Regions from separate parts of the Mus musculus genome. Here region 1 is linked to region 2. The links are chromatin contacts, called in public Micro-C maps. All regions are on one chromosome and are shown on one strand. Each heading gives the region's core, a stretch centred on a gene start, on an enhancer-like site or on the middle of the called end of the contact. The rest is flanking DNA. Distances are from core to core; before and after follow the strand shown. Region 1 holds the start of Ssh2 (slingshot protein phosphatase 2). Region 2 holds the start of Slc6a4 (solute carrier family 6 (neurotransmitter transporter, serotonin), member 4).

Region 1 (5,950 bases), core at 1,769-4,268, 220 kb before region 2:
GTCTTCTACCAACCCTGCTACCCAAATTACATCTTCTGATAGACAGATTAATATCTTATATGACTCAGTATCTGTGATGGTCACTCATATCTAGTAGGTAATTGTATTAGGTTGTTTTTCTTGATCCTTGACCAAACACCTAACAATAAGCTGTTTAAGAGAGGAAGCACTGGCTTTGGTTCAGAGTTCACAGATACAGTCCATCAGGGAAGGGAAGGCATGGGAGGAGAAATTTGCTAACAAGTGGGCAGATGAGGAAACAGAGAGAGGGAGTGCTGGGCTCTGCTGGACTTTCCCTTTTTCTTCAGTCCAGTACCCACCCCATGGGACAACAGTGCCACAGTTAGGATGGGTCCTCCCTCCTCAGTTAAACCTCTCTGGAAATATTTTTCACAGTAAAATTGACATTGAAGATTAACTACTACAGTGATCAAGTTATTTATGCTTAATTTAAAAATGCTGAAGAGCTGATAGTACTAATATGTCCATCATTAAAAGAGTAAATCTTCAGCTTCACAAACTTCAGTTGTTCTTTAAAGAAAAAAAAGTCAACTACCTTTTGCACTCTTCCTCACTTTTAAAACCAAGCAAGCAACCAACCAACCAACCTATTCATATAGTAAGAGATAAAACGGCAAAATACATGCATGTCAGACACTGTAGCACAAGGACCACAAGACAACTGAGCTGAGCACAGGTCTGGATGGAATCAAATAGGAAGACAATTTAAAGGGAAAGAGAAGCGGCCTGTCAGCCACACTAACAATGCTGATTGTTACTCACACAGCAGTGCCAGGATTTCTCTACACACAGGGCCAAGTATAAACAACTGCAATCATCAGACCAGGGCATATAGAACTATCTGTCATTTAGCTTAATAACTGAGTTTACTACTCAATATTTACTATAGTAAATACTACAGTATTTACATGACCAATCTTAATTGCCTACCTATGCCAAAATGACTATTAACATTCCTCAAGATTCTAAAGTATTCCAAGTTTTGACTAATAAAGCCATGTCAAATAAATATGGCTTTACCAAATATTATTCATTTACTTCAAGACAACTGATATAACAATAGCTTAATAAATGCTACTGTAACATAAAAGGTTTTCAGCAATGCCCAGGGGAAATAGTTTTACAATACTGAGTTCTACTTCAGTATGTTATCTACTAACCCTTGATTGCTTTCACAGCCAAAACTAGGCCTGGTAACCACAAAAATCAAAGGATTTACTATTGGAGTGAGTTACTATGGTCTGAAGATTTTCTATCAATTCTGAAAAATCTACCATAAAGTGGAAAAAATCCACTCATGAAAATGCTACATATTTCTACCCCTCTCATATTTGCCTAGAGCAAACCCTAAAGTGTTTCATCAGTTCTGAAGTACAATTATTCTCAAATCACAGAATCATAAAGCTTTAGAAAGTCCAGCAAGCCCCCCCCCCCATGCAAGGATTCTTTATATCACCTGTCTGGCCAAAGCTCCCCTGGCTTCTGCTTGATACAATGTGTGCTATTTTGCAAAACAGTGCACTTGATTTTTACAAACGTCTTCCCTAAACTAATGGAAATGTGCCTCTTTAAACTTCTACCCACAGATTTCAGTTTTGTATCCTGTACCATCACAAGGTGAATAGAGTAATTTCTTGAATTAGGGTAGTCATACAAAAACACACAAGAAAACTCACAAAGGAAGAAACTACCACAATATGCAACAAAATTTTGAAATTCAGGAAACTATATTGAAATCACAAGGCAACATGCTTTCAAGATATCAAACTCCTATCTCAGTTAACAAATATTAATGACCCAACTTTCTTTCATACAGTGGAAAGTCATGGTGTTCACTGAATGCCTCTTTGCAACTTGACACTACTAAATCTAATGTTAAAACTACAATTCTATATGAAATAGTTCTTCAATTGCTCATATTTTCATCTAGATGCCTGTTTTTTTTTTAAGACCCATTTTACCACACTGGTGCAATGCTAACACATGCTAGCAGGTATTCACAAATATGAAGCCCGAGACTAGAGCTATAAAGGAGTCATGGTGGAGGTGAAGGCATAGAAAAGCCCAGCAGAAAAAAAAATGCTAATTGATGAGTGTTTTCCTTCTGGAAACATGCTTTAGCGACACAGCATTTGAAGTCATGAACCATCCAAGCACAACCCATGAGCAAGAACGATCATGAGCAATGAGTGGAAGGCATAAATGTCTATAAGATGGAAATGAATTGGCACTGGTTATCAAGCAGCACCAGAAGCTTTGGGTTCTCACTGAGAAAGGTAGAAGTCCAAGAAGCAGAGATCACTGCCATCTTTTAAGGGTGGGAAGAAACCAGGGAGTAACTACCACCGAGCAGTCCAATGAAGCCTAAACTGTACGGAGCACAAGAGAGATGCCAGGGACTAGAGAAAGGCACACACAGGGCGAGACGGAAGAAGGATGCGCAGTGCACTGACTGGGTCCCTGAAACGGTGTGCGTAAAGGATATGGGTGTGGGTCGGGGGTAACCTAGGAGCCCACCCTTCCTCTCCCTGCAACAGAGCAACAGAGGGTAAAAGAAGGGGGGAGGGTGAAAAGCAAGAATGACTCATAGCCGAAAGGAAGTGCTCAAGCCATGGGAAGCATGCTACGGGAGATTTCTGAGCCAGCGCTGTGAGGGACTGGGTGCTCCGGGTGATGGAGGTTGGGGAAAAAACAAACAAACAAACAAACAAACAAACAAAAAACCCCAACGTCTGGCAGTCGCTGCTGCTCGCCGGTAAGATGAGGGTGTGGGGGGTTCGCAGCAGCCTGAGTGCCAAGGCCTGGGAAGAGGCGCGGCGCGTGCGCAGTGGCGTTCGGCGGGACCCGCTGAGGCAAAGCGGAGCCGCAGTGACAGAAGCTGGGAGCTGCCGCCTGGAGGGACTCACCGAGGCGCAAGGGCTGGAGGTGGTGCTGGGGGTAGGCGACCGCTGGACCGTGACCAAAGCCATCTAGGTGCTGCTGGGTTGTTCCGGGCAGGGCATTCTCGTCCTGAGTGTGGGGGGCGGGAGGGTGACGGAGCCGGGATGGGGGACGATGGGTGAGGCGTAGGGACGAGGGAAACGGAGAGGGAGATGAAGCCGCGGGAACGGCCTCGGGCTCCGCACCCACCACCGGACTCTCTCGCCTACTGACGCGCCGAACGGGCGGCGGGCGGGCAGGCGGGCGGTTCGGCAGCTGCGGGGCACAATGAGCGCTCCCAGTGCGCAGGCGCCACCTGTCAGCAACCGCCTCTCCCCTCGGCGCGCGCCGCCGCGGCGGCGTAACCCTTAAGTTGCCGGAAGCGGGCGGGCAGGCTGCGTGCGCCGCGCCTCGGGCCGCCGTCCCCTCCCGGGTCAGCTCTCGAGCCCTACTGCTGCCCCTGCGGCTCTGTCTGTCCCCGCTGCGCGGCGTGGGGCGAGCTGGCCAAGGAGCCCTGGAAGGCAGCCAGCCAACCGAGGGTCCTGATCTGGGGGTGGGGGTCGGTGGGAGAGCCGCTAATCCTCACTCCAGAAAGACAACCATTTTATGAGTGGGGCGCGCAACCTTAGAGAAAAACTGAGGCGAAAATCCTGAGGCGAACACGTTTTCTAGTGGAAAAGGGCTCCGCAGGTGCTATAGACGCTTTCTCTGGGCTAGACCCGGGAGACCAGCCCTCCTGCTTGGACCTGGCCCTCAAGAGGGCTCCGTCTTAATGAGCTTCCCCACCCTCCTCATCATAAAGGGCCTCAGGGTTAACGACCAGACTTTTCCTAAGAAAGATTTTTCCCCCCGGTGGTAAACACTGGAAACTTCGTAGTAGCCTCAGGCTTCCTTCCTCTACAACCTGCCTAAAGTCAGTCACTGTACCTGAGATGCTGAGGGAAGGGGCGGGCACAGAGAGCTGGACCCTGAGTTGGAAAGCTCCAACCTGCTATTTTTTTTTTAAAACCTCTCAATTGCTTCCTACTGTGAAGATCTCCACTAAACAAAGATCTTTTGATCATTGAGCTTTTTTTCTTTCCCCCATAAATTTGACTATTTCATAAATGCAAGTGAAAATGTAGAATTAAAATATTTTAAAGGAAGACATTTCTAAATGGTAAACTGCCAACATCAACCAAGCATGTAATGGAAAAATCAAGACTAAAAAGAAAAGGAAAAGTCACGCAGTGCAACCCGTTGATATATTTACACAGAGATAGTTGAGGGGATGAACTGGTAAATACCACCATCCATATCAAAGCTGTAGAAAACACTCACTTATGGACTCCAGTTTCTAAAGCCCACCTCTTTCTGTTTGTCACTCAAACAATCTTGGATCTCATTGCTCCTTTTAAACTGATAGGGCTGTCATAAGCTCTTTCTGGTTGCTGTGTGGTTAAGTGACACAAGAACCCTCTATGCTGAGTCTTTGTTCTCTCCCTGGGGCCCTGTGGTTGAAGTAATTAGCAGGGAGGTTCCATCAAGAGTCACTGAGGGTCCCTGTACTGTGCCAGTCCTCTGTAGAGTGTAGTGCAGAAAAACCAGTTGGTAGGCTTTTGCCCCCTGGTGGTGATCAAGACTGCCTATGAGATGAGAATTGAAGAACTGTGGTTCACAGATGAGAAACAACGTTATCCCCAGAGCTCCAGAGTGAACAGGAAAGAGAAGGCAAGGTTCAGAAGTAAGAACTTTGAACCAAGACTTAAGAGACTAAACAAAAAACTATGTAGAGAGCCAAGATGAGAGCTAAATGTCCCCAAATAAATGTATTTATAAACCGAAAGAGAAGTATTGTCCAAATCAGTAATTCTCAGTATGTTGATTTTCCTACTGATATGTGGTTGACAACTTGGGTTTTCTTCTATATAGTGGCATACTCTAAAGAAATTCATCTGGAAAAGGAGACATTTAAGTCCATTAACCTTACAATGAGACCAAGCACTGCTGTGAGTCAGACCTAGCTTCTAGTTCCAGCTGTGTAAAACCTTATGCAAATGAGTTGAACTTTTTGAGCTGTAGTTCCTTATTCTCTATGATGAAACCCTAACTTACAGGACTTTCATAATCAAATGAGATAATGTATACAAATTAAAAGGTCCTACATGCAGTCAAGATAATTTTCTATTCTCTGAAGTGTATTCTGAGTTCATAAAGGCCTTGTTGAATGTATATTATGTACAGGAAATATCTTCAAGCAAAAGAAAAAAATGAGACATGGTCCATGCTTTTTCTAAACTGTAGGTTAATGGTCAAGATATATATCATCTGTAGTTAAGTATAGAACATTTTTGTTCAGCATGTCTAAGGTGATGAAATTGGGTTATAAAGTACTCAACTTGTACAGTTTGTATCAAGAAGTTGATTTATTATCATATAAAAGAAATGTATCTCAGTGGTATATTAGAAACTGATACTTGAAAATTATTGCTGCATATTATCTACTGAGAGAAAGAGAATGTTAATGTATGTTATATACTAGGTACTCTTTTGTTTTTCATTTGTGCATCTATGCATATGTGGTGGAAATGTGTGTGAGTGTAAAGATGTATGTGCCTGTGGATAAATGTGTAGAGGAAAAAGGTCAATGTCAGGTGTCACTCTGTTTGTTTGTTTGTTTGTTTGTTTGTTTTCCAGAGATGGGGTCTTTTACTGGACCTGGAACTCATCACTTCAGCTACACTGGCTGGCTAATAAGCCTCTGGGATGGCTTGTCTGATGCACCGGGGTTACAGATGTGTGTCAACACTGTCTTTCTTTTTCTTTTTCTTTTTTTTTTTAAACTCTAATTTGTATTTTACCTTAACTGTGGAATGGGGAGCATGCACATGTCATGGTTCACCTGTAGAGGTCAGAGGACAACCCATGGGATATAGGTCTCTCCTTCCATATTGAGGATCATCAGGCTTCATGGCCAGGACCTTTACCCACTCACCCATCCCCACTGGTCCCCCCATGGCTATGTTAAGGA
Region 2 (5,749 bases), core at 1,182-3,681:
GTGCCTCATTGGCCAGACACAAAAACCTCAGAGGGAGGGGCCAACCTGGAGATTAGCAGAGAAATCAGTAAGTGTATGCTCAGCTAGCAGGGCTCACTCAGGAAGTCCAGAACTCCACCCACTAGCGGGGCATGGTTTAGGCACAGAACATAGAGGAGTCTGAGTGTGCAGAGCCTCTGCCCTTGGCCGAAATACAAGAGGATCCCAGGAGGACTCCATCTTAGAGCAGTGGTCCTGGCCCGTAGGTATTTTGCACCATGATTATATTTTGTGTTTTGTTTTATTTCAAAGAGGGCTGTTAGAACCTTAGCCACAAGAGCTTGAACATTGTTTCCAAGGTCCCTCTATTTCCTCTTACTCAAAGCCTTGGTTCATGAGCCCCAGAGGACCTCCAGTGTTACTGAAAACAGCTAACGCCCTATTTGCCTTCCCAGCATGAAATGACTGCACAATAACCCACCTGGCCATTGGCATTTTAAGAATTAAGTCTGTCAAAGCAGTAATCCAAAGTAAAACTCAGCTTCCTCCGACTGCCTTGTGTGTCCAAACGGTGCTACTCAGCAAGTACAACCTAGAGATGGCTGTGAACTGGCTTTATTTCCAGAACTACCCGTGTTTCTCTTGGGTGTGGGCACCCAGAGTATTTTGTAAGCCTGCCACAGAGCCCAACCCATGTCCCTAAACTCCACAGTCACCACCCATCAGGGAAATTCTTCCACATGCACCCCACACACACACTGCTCCCCAATCCAAGTTCCATCAAAATGCTCATAGGATTCTAAAATTTCCCAAAACATCGTGGATTCCATTAAGATATTAATATATCCCCCTTTTCACCCTGGGGATATATATTTGTTACATATCATCCATATAGAAATATATAATATGGTTTTTTTTTTCTTTAACTGGAAACTGAAACAGACTTGAGTCTTGAGTGCCCAGGCTGGGAATTCCCACTCTGAAATGTGGCCAACCGAGTGTCATGAATCCCAGGTTTACTGAGGAGGAGTTTCAGCTTGCTCTTGTTCAGGCTTAGTAAGGAAAGCTCCATACCCAAATGAACAAGCTGCTTGGGGGTGGTCGGCTTTGTTTTGCTTTGGAAATGGGTCTTGTGTAAGCTAGCCTTGACTTAGCTAAGAAGCTGAAGACAACCTTGAACGCCTGAACAGTACAAGTATGCCTTAGCACACAGGGCAGAGTCAGTCTTTCTTTCTCTCTTCTTACCATGCAAAGTCTCTACAAGGCTCCAACCCAGGAGATTTCAGAGATTAACTGCCAGGCTAGGTCCCTACTTTTCATGTAGCTTAGTGGTACGATGTCTGCTCCGGGTACAAAAGACCCTGGATTCAAGCCTCACAGCTGCCCAAAACAAGTAAGATATTGCCTGCACTGCAGAAGAACCCGCCCATCAGCCTTTTCTGGAGCAGTACCTCTCGCTGGGGACCAGGGTGGGAGAAGGAAGCTATCCACAGCTCCACGAAAAAGTGAAGGGCCATAGTCAGAGCTGTTTCCCCCTCCATGTCCATCCAACAGCCTCCAACGCTGTCTTGGCTCTCTATTACTTTTAAACAAACCCCAGTGTTGTTGTTTTCTCAGACATGTTTCCCATGTAACTGAAAACACATTAAATATTTGATTTCTCCCCTTACTACGATGAGAGCTAGCAGGTCCATAAATAATCCATTGACCTGGTTCATTTTTTCTGGACAAAAAAAAATGATCATAAAAATACATACACACCCTTCAAATTCTTGAGCACTCTTAACTAAAAAGAATAATTCAATATGCAACACACACACAAACGCGAAAAAAAAAAAATCTCGGGCCACCAACCAGCCTTTTAGAAACACCCCCGCCTCCAGCAACTGTTGGTTACACACTTTAGTATAGCACAGCCCACTGGTACTTCCATAAATTCTGAATGGCCTGTGAGCTGTCTGAGTCGGCTCGCGCTCCGCAGTGAGACCATTCGAGCGCACAGAGAGAGGCTTGACCCTCTTAAGTGTCTCTCAAAGGTTTCTCTGGTTATTTGGGCATTTGTGTCTGCCAGCGTCTTTGCATAAAGCCACCTACCAGCCCTTGTCTCAAAAGTAAAGCCCAAGCACGGAATCACGGCTGGAAACTACAGCAACTTTTGCCAAAAAGCGAGGCTGCGCTGGGCCAGCTCTGGGTCTCCAGGGTTTCCATCGGGTCCCTCGAAAGGACCCTGCGCGGTGCAGACAAAGGCACCCGAAATCCAGGCAGTCAAGCGCGGGGACCGAGGGCTTCTAGAAAGAAGCGTGGGTTAGAGACAAAAAAGAAAAGAAAAAAAAGAGAGAAAAAAAGAATAAGAAGAAAGGGAAAGCGACCCACCTGCGGGAGGCGCGGCGGCGGGTCCCGGGCTGCGGAGGCGGCTCGACCCTCGCGCCCTCGAGGCACCGGCGCGGCCGCTGGAGTGGCGCCGCCCGCCGCGCTATTTGTACTTGCGGCCCCTCACATGGTCTGATCTCTAGATAGCCGCCGCCAAAGAGCTCCGCAAGAATTTTTGCGTCACTTTGAGACCGAAGAACTTTGTTTCTCTGCTACCGCAGCTGGAGGGGGGGGGGGGAGGGGCGGGGTCCACGCTCCCTGTCCGGTGGGAGGGCGGCAGAGCCCCCCACTCATTCCTGCACATACAGCAGCCAGGGCGCAGGGCCGGGCAGGGCAGGGCAGGGCGAAGGATCTGACTCTTCTGCTTTTGGACTAGTGTGGCTGGAGGATGCTGTACAAAACGAGGTTCACTTCTGCCCTTACCAAATCTGCCCTAAATTACGTTAAGGTCCTGCTCCGTGTCACTCCCTAAGAGCATTCTTTCTTGACCACAGCCGATTGCGGACCGTCTTTCCAAGGACTCCTGACTTTGTCTGGGTTCTCTAGGTGGAATGCGAGCTTAGTCGGGAACCTCCCCATCCCGATAGCAGCCTACAATAAGCACCCCCGGGAGGATCTGAGAGTGCTACTTAGCCACAGGAGGAAAATTTTGCAGAGAACATCGGTGTTGGTCCGCGGACCCGCCTGTGCCTGTGGGGTTGGGCACTGGACAAACTACCAGCCTTTCAAGCCGCTCAGTATTTCGACAGGAGCACTGTTTTCAAGTCTATATAGATTGTTTTGTTCACACACACACACACACACGCACACGCACACGCACACACACACACAGCTTAAAAATGAATTTAATGTTATCACATTCTTTTTTTCACCAAAATTACGGGAGCTTTTTTTTTTTTTTTTTTAAAGAGCAGATATGTTACTTATTTTGGACTGTGTCTGAGGCAGAGAAGTCAGGACCCGGGCCGGCCAGCCTGTCTCTTCTCATCCGGCCAAGCGAGTGAGGGAGAGCTAGAAAAGAGGTAGTAATGGCGAGTTCGGTGTCTGCGAGAAAGCCCCGGCGCCCCTTTGTTCCAGAGGGGCTCGAGCCCAGACATCAGAAGCCGCAGCTGGGCTGCGCTGGCACCAGGAAGGGCTGGTTGGTTCACTGTCCGCAGGTGTGGGCGGTTCCCGGCCGCAGGGATCACCAGTACGAGGCTTTGGTGCCACCTAGGCTCCAGGGCCGGGAATGCAAGGAGCGGCCCTAGCGATGTGGGGGAGCGGACTGGCTGGGGGAGCTGACCTTAGGCAGGCCTGGCCATTCCATGACCCGGAGAACCCCAGGGTCCCAGGGTCCTCACTGGGCCCCTCCCTTTCAATGAACACACGTGTCTGCTGTCTCCCTTCCGTGCCTGTAACTCCTGTGCAGACACAAGGCTGCCCAAGAACAAGTTTGTTCTGAGGAGGGGTCCAGGCAGACAGAGGAGCAGGGCGGACTTGAGCATCAGCTAAGACTCCCGTCTCCAATCTGACCGTCCCCATGCGGATTCAGTCTTACCGGCTCACTGCCGACCTTCCCAGGGCCTTGCTCCTCCTGCCCGGTTGCCTCCCCTTACTTAGTAGTACTGCCACATTGTGAGCGCTGAGTATTGGTGACATTTCTCTGAACAGGATGAGATAGATAGAGGCTCAAACCCTCTGCTTGTGGGTTGGACGAGACTCTTAACCACAGTGTCCTAGGCCTTGTCTTGGAGAATGATAGCACTGGTCCGGTCAGACTGGTGTGTGTGGGTGTGGAGAGGCTCTCGGCAGATGCTTCACTTCAGCTGAGACTAGCCTCAGGTGGTCTCATCTCTTATTCCCTGCTGAGGACTGTTAACAGCTGCCCAAACCATGCCCACACCTCATTCCCCACAGCCCCCTGGCCAGAGTGCATACTTAGCCTCCCTCCAACTATTTTTTTTTCCTCTTGCCCTGGAGGCAATTCTGGAGGAGCAACTTAGCCCAGTCTGTCCCACAGTCCCTTCAGCAGACCTGGTCCCTCTGCCTGCAGAGCTGTTTGGCAATGCCGCCCTGCCTTCCCACACATCCTGCCTTCCTTCCCGTTTCTGACACTTGGTAGGGACACAGGGAGGAAATGCAAGACAGACACCCACAAAGGCGTTGCACTGGGCTAGGGAACGCTGCTACAGAGCCGGCAGAAGGGCTGAGGAGACTTGGATGGAGGGGAGGTTTGCCAGGCATTCTTCACTCGCTAGCTCCATCCCAGAGACACGGAAGCCCAGCTGCCACACGCGGCCAGCCTCCACGGCAACAGACACACATTAAATGCACACACACATGCCGCCACCACCATCACCACGAAGACTAGCTGGATTCCCAAAACCCAACGACGGCCAGGACAAAGCCTTGTGAATGCCAGCAGCTCCCTCCGGAAGCTCTCGGTGCCATCTGTCTGTCTGCCTGTGTTCTGTTTACACCGTGACAGAAGAGGAAGCTCTCCCTTCCTTGTGGGCTTCTTCTTAGGCCCAGGAAATGGCTACCACACCCCTCCCTCTCAGGGAATCTCTTGTTTCGGATGTCCACCACAGTAGGCCTGGAATCTCCCCAGCAACCACCTGAGGCTGACCTAGCTAATCAAGATAGAGCGGAAAGAAGGGGTGCCAGAGAAGGCTCAGTTGATGTTAGTGGGCTGACCACGTTAGGGTGTAGGAGAGAGATGAAGGAGGACTGGGCACAGCTCTGGAAATGACAGGAAACGTGTAGGTGGACTTTGTCTTGGTCACTTTTTTCTGGTTTCTTCTCAGCCACTTCTCGTGAGCCCTACCTTTGAGAAGCAGCCCCATCCAAGTACCACACCTCCCTGGACCCCACCCCCACCCCCGGCCTCCTTTGCCGGTGCCTCAGCAGTCTGCCCTCTCACTGGCGTGCCCATCATCTTAACTCCTCTCAGAGCTTACCCAAGGGAGTGGTCCTTCCCCTGCAGCCCATGAGGCTGCACCACGCCCTCACAGGAGGGCCAACGGTGATAATGCTAGACCTCTACAGAGCATCTGCCTGGCACCTGAACAATGTGCTTCTACCACCGGGCCTCATGAGCAACTTGGAAATGTTGAAATAAAATACTTGTCGCTTTAGTGATGTGAGCGGCACTTGCTGTGCATGCTTAATGACTGCTTGGGCTTTTCTAAAAGGAGGGAGGGTGTGAGCCGTTGATGTGGAAACTAGCAAGGGCGTTTATAGATAGGAGTCAGGGGGATGCGACCTTCAGGTTTTCAAGGAACATCTGCTTGTGTAGTCCAGGCTGGTCTTGACTTTGAAAACTTACTGCCAGACTGAGGTAGCCTTCCTAGTGCTGGAATTATACAAGCATCAGGCTTTGAACCAGTTTGCTTGTTTGTTTGGTGTGGTTTTTTTTTTT

What was found. Hi-C and Micro-C count contacts between places; a contact is called where the count stands out from the background.
Region 1: a contact with region 2 is called in a Micro-C map of embryonic stem cells, with 2.2 times the contacts expected there. The contact joins the promoter of Ssh2 here to the promoter of Slc6a4 in region 2. A contact is called at or near these places in 8 of 39 promoter capture datasets (the 3T3-L1 cell line, the SN4741 cell line, cranial neural crest and 4 more), 14 of 484 Hi-C or Micro-C datasets (the AML12 cell line, the G1E-ER4 cell line, the N1E-115 cell line and 7 more) and 4 of 115 datasets of contacts at active chromatin or transcription factors (bone marrow-derived dendritic cells, bone marrow-derived macrophages, memory CD8 T cells and 1 more).

The regions. Positions count from the first base shown.
Region 1 is chr11:77,213,493-77,219,442 of GRCm38.p6, reverse strand. It overlaps Ssh2 (slingshot protein phosphatase 2), which reads right to left and starts at 3,018. Exons shown (of 15, transcript NM_177710.4): 1 at 2,928-3,018. The coding sequence starts at 2,990. It also overlaps a transcript of Efcab5 not described here.
Region 2 is chr11:76,995,279-77,001,027 of GRCm38.p6, reverse strand. Slc6a4 (solute carrier family 6 (neurotransmitter transporter, serotonin), member 4) reads right to left here and starts at 2,431. Exons shown (of 14, transcript NM_010484.2): 1 at 2,353-2,431. RefSeq lists cis regulatory regions at 2,525-2,532, 2,726-2,959, 2,509-2,959, 3,437-4,376, 4,454-4,475 and promoters at 2,381-2,725, 2,381-2,959, 2,381-4,586.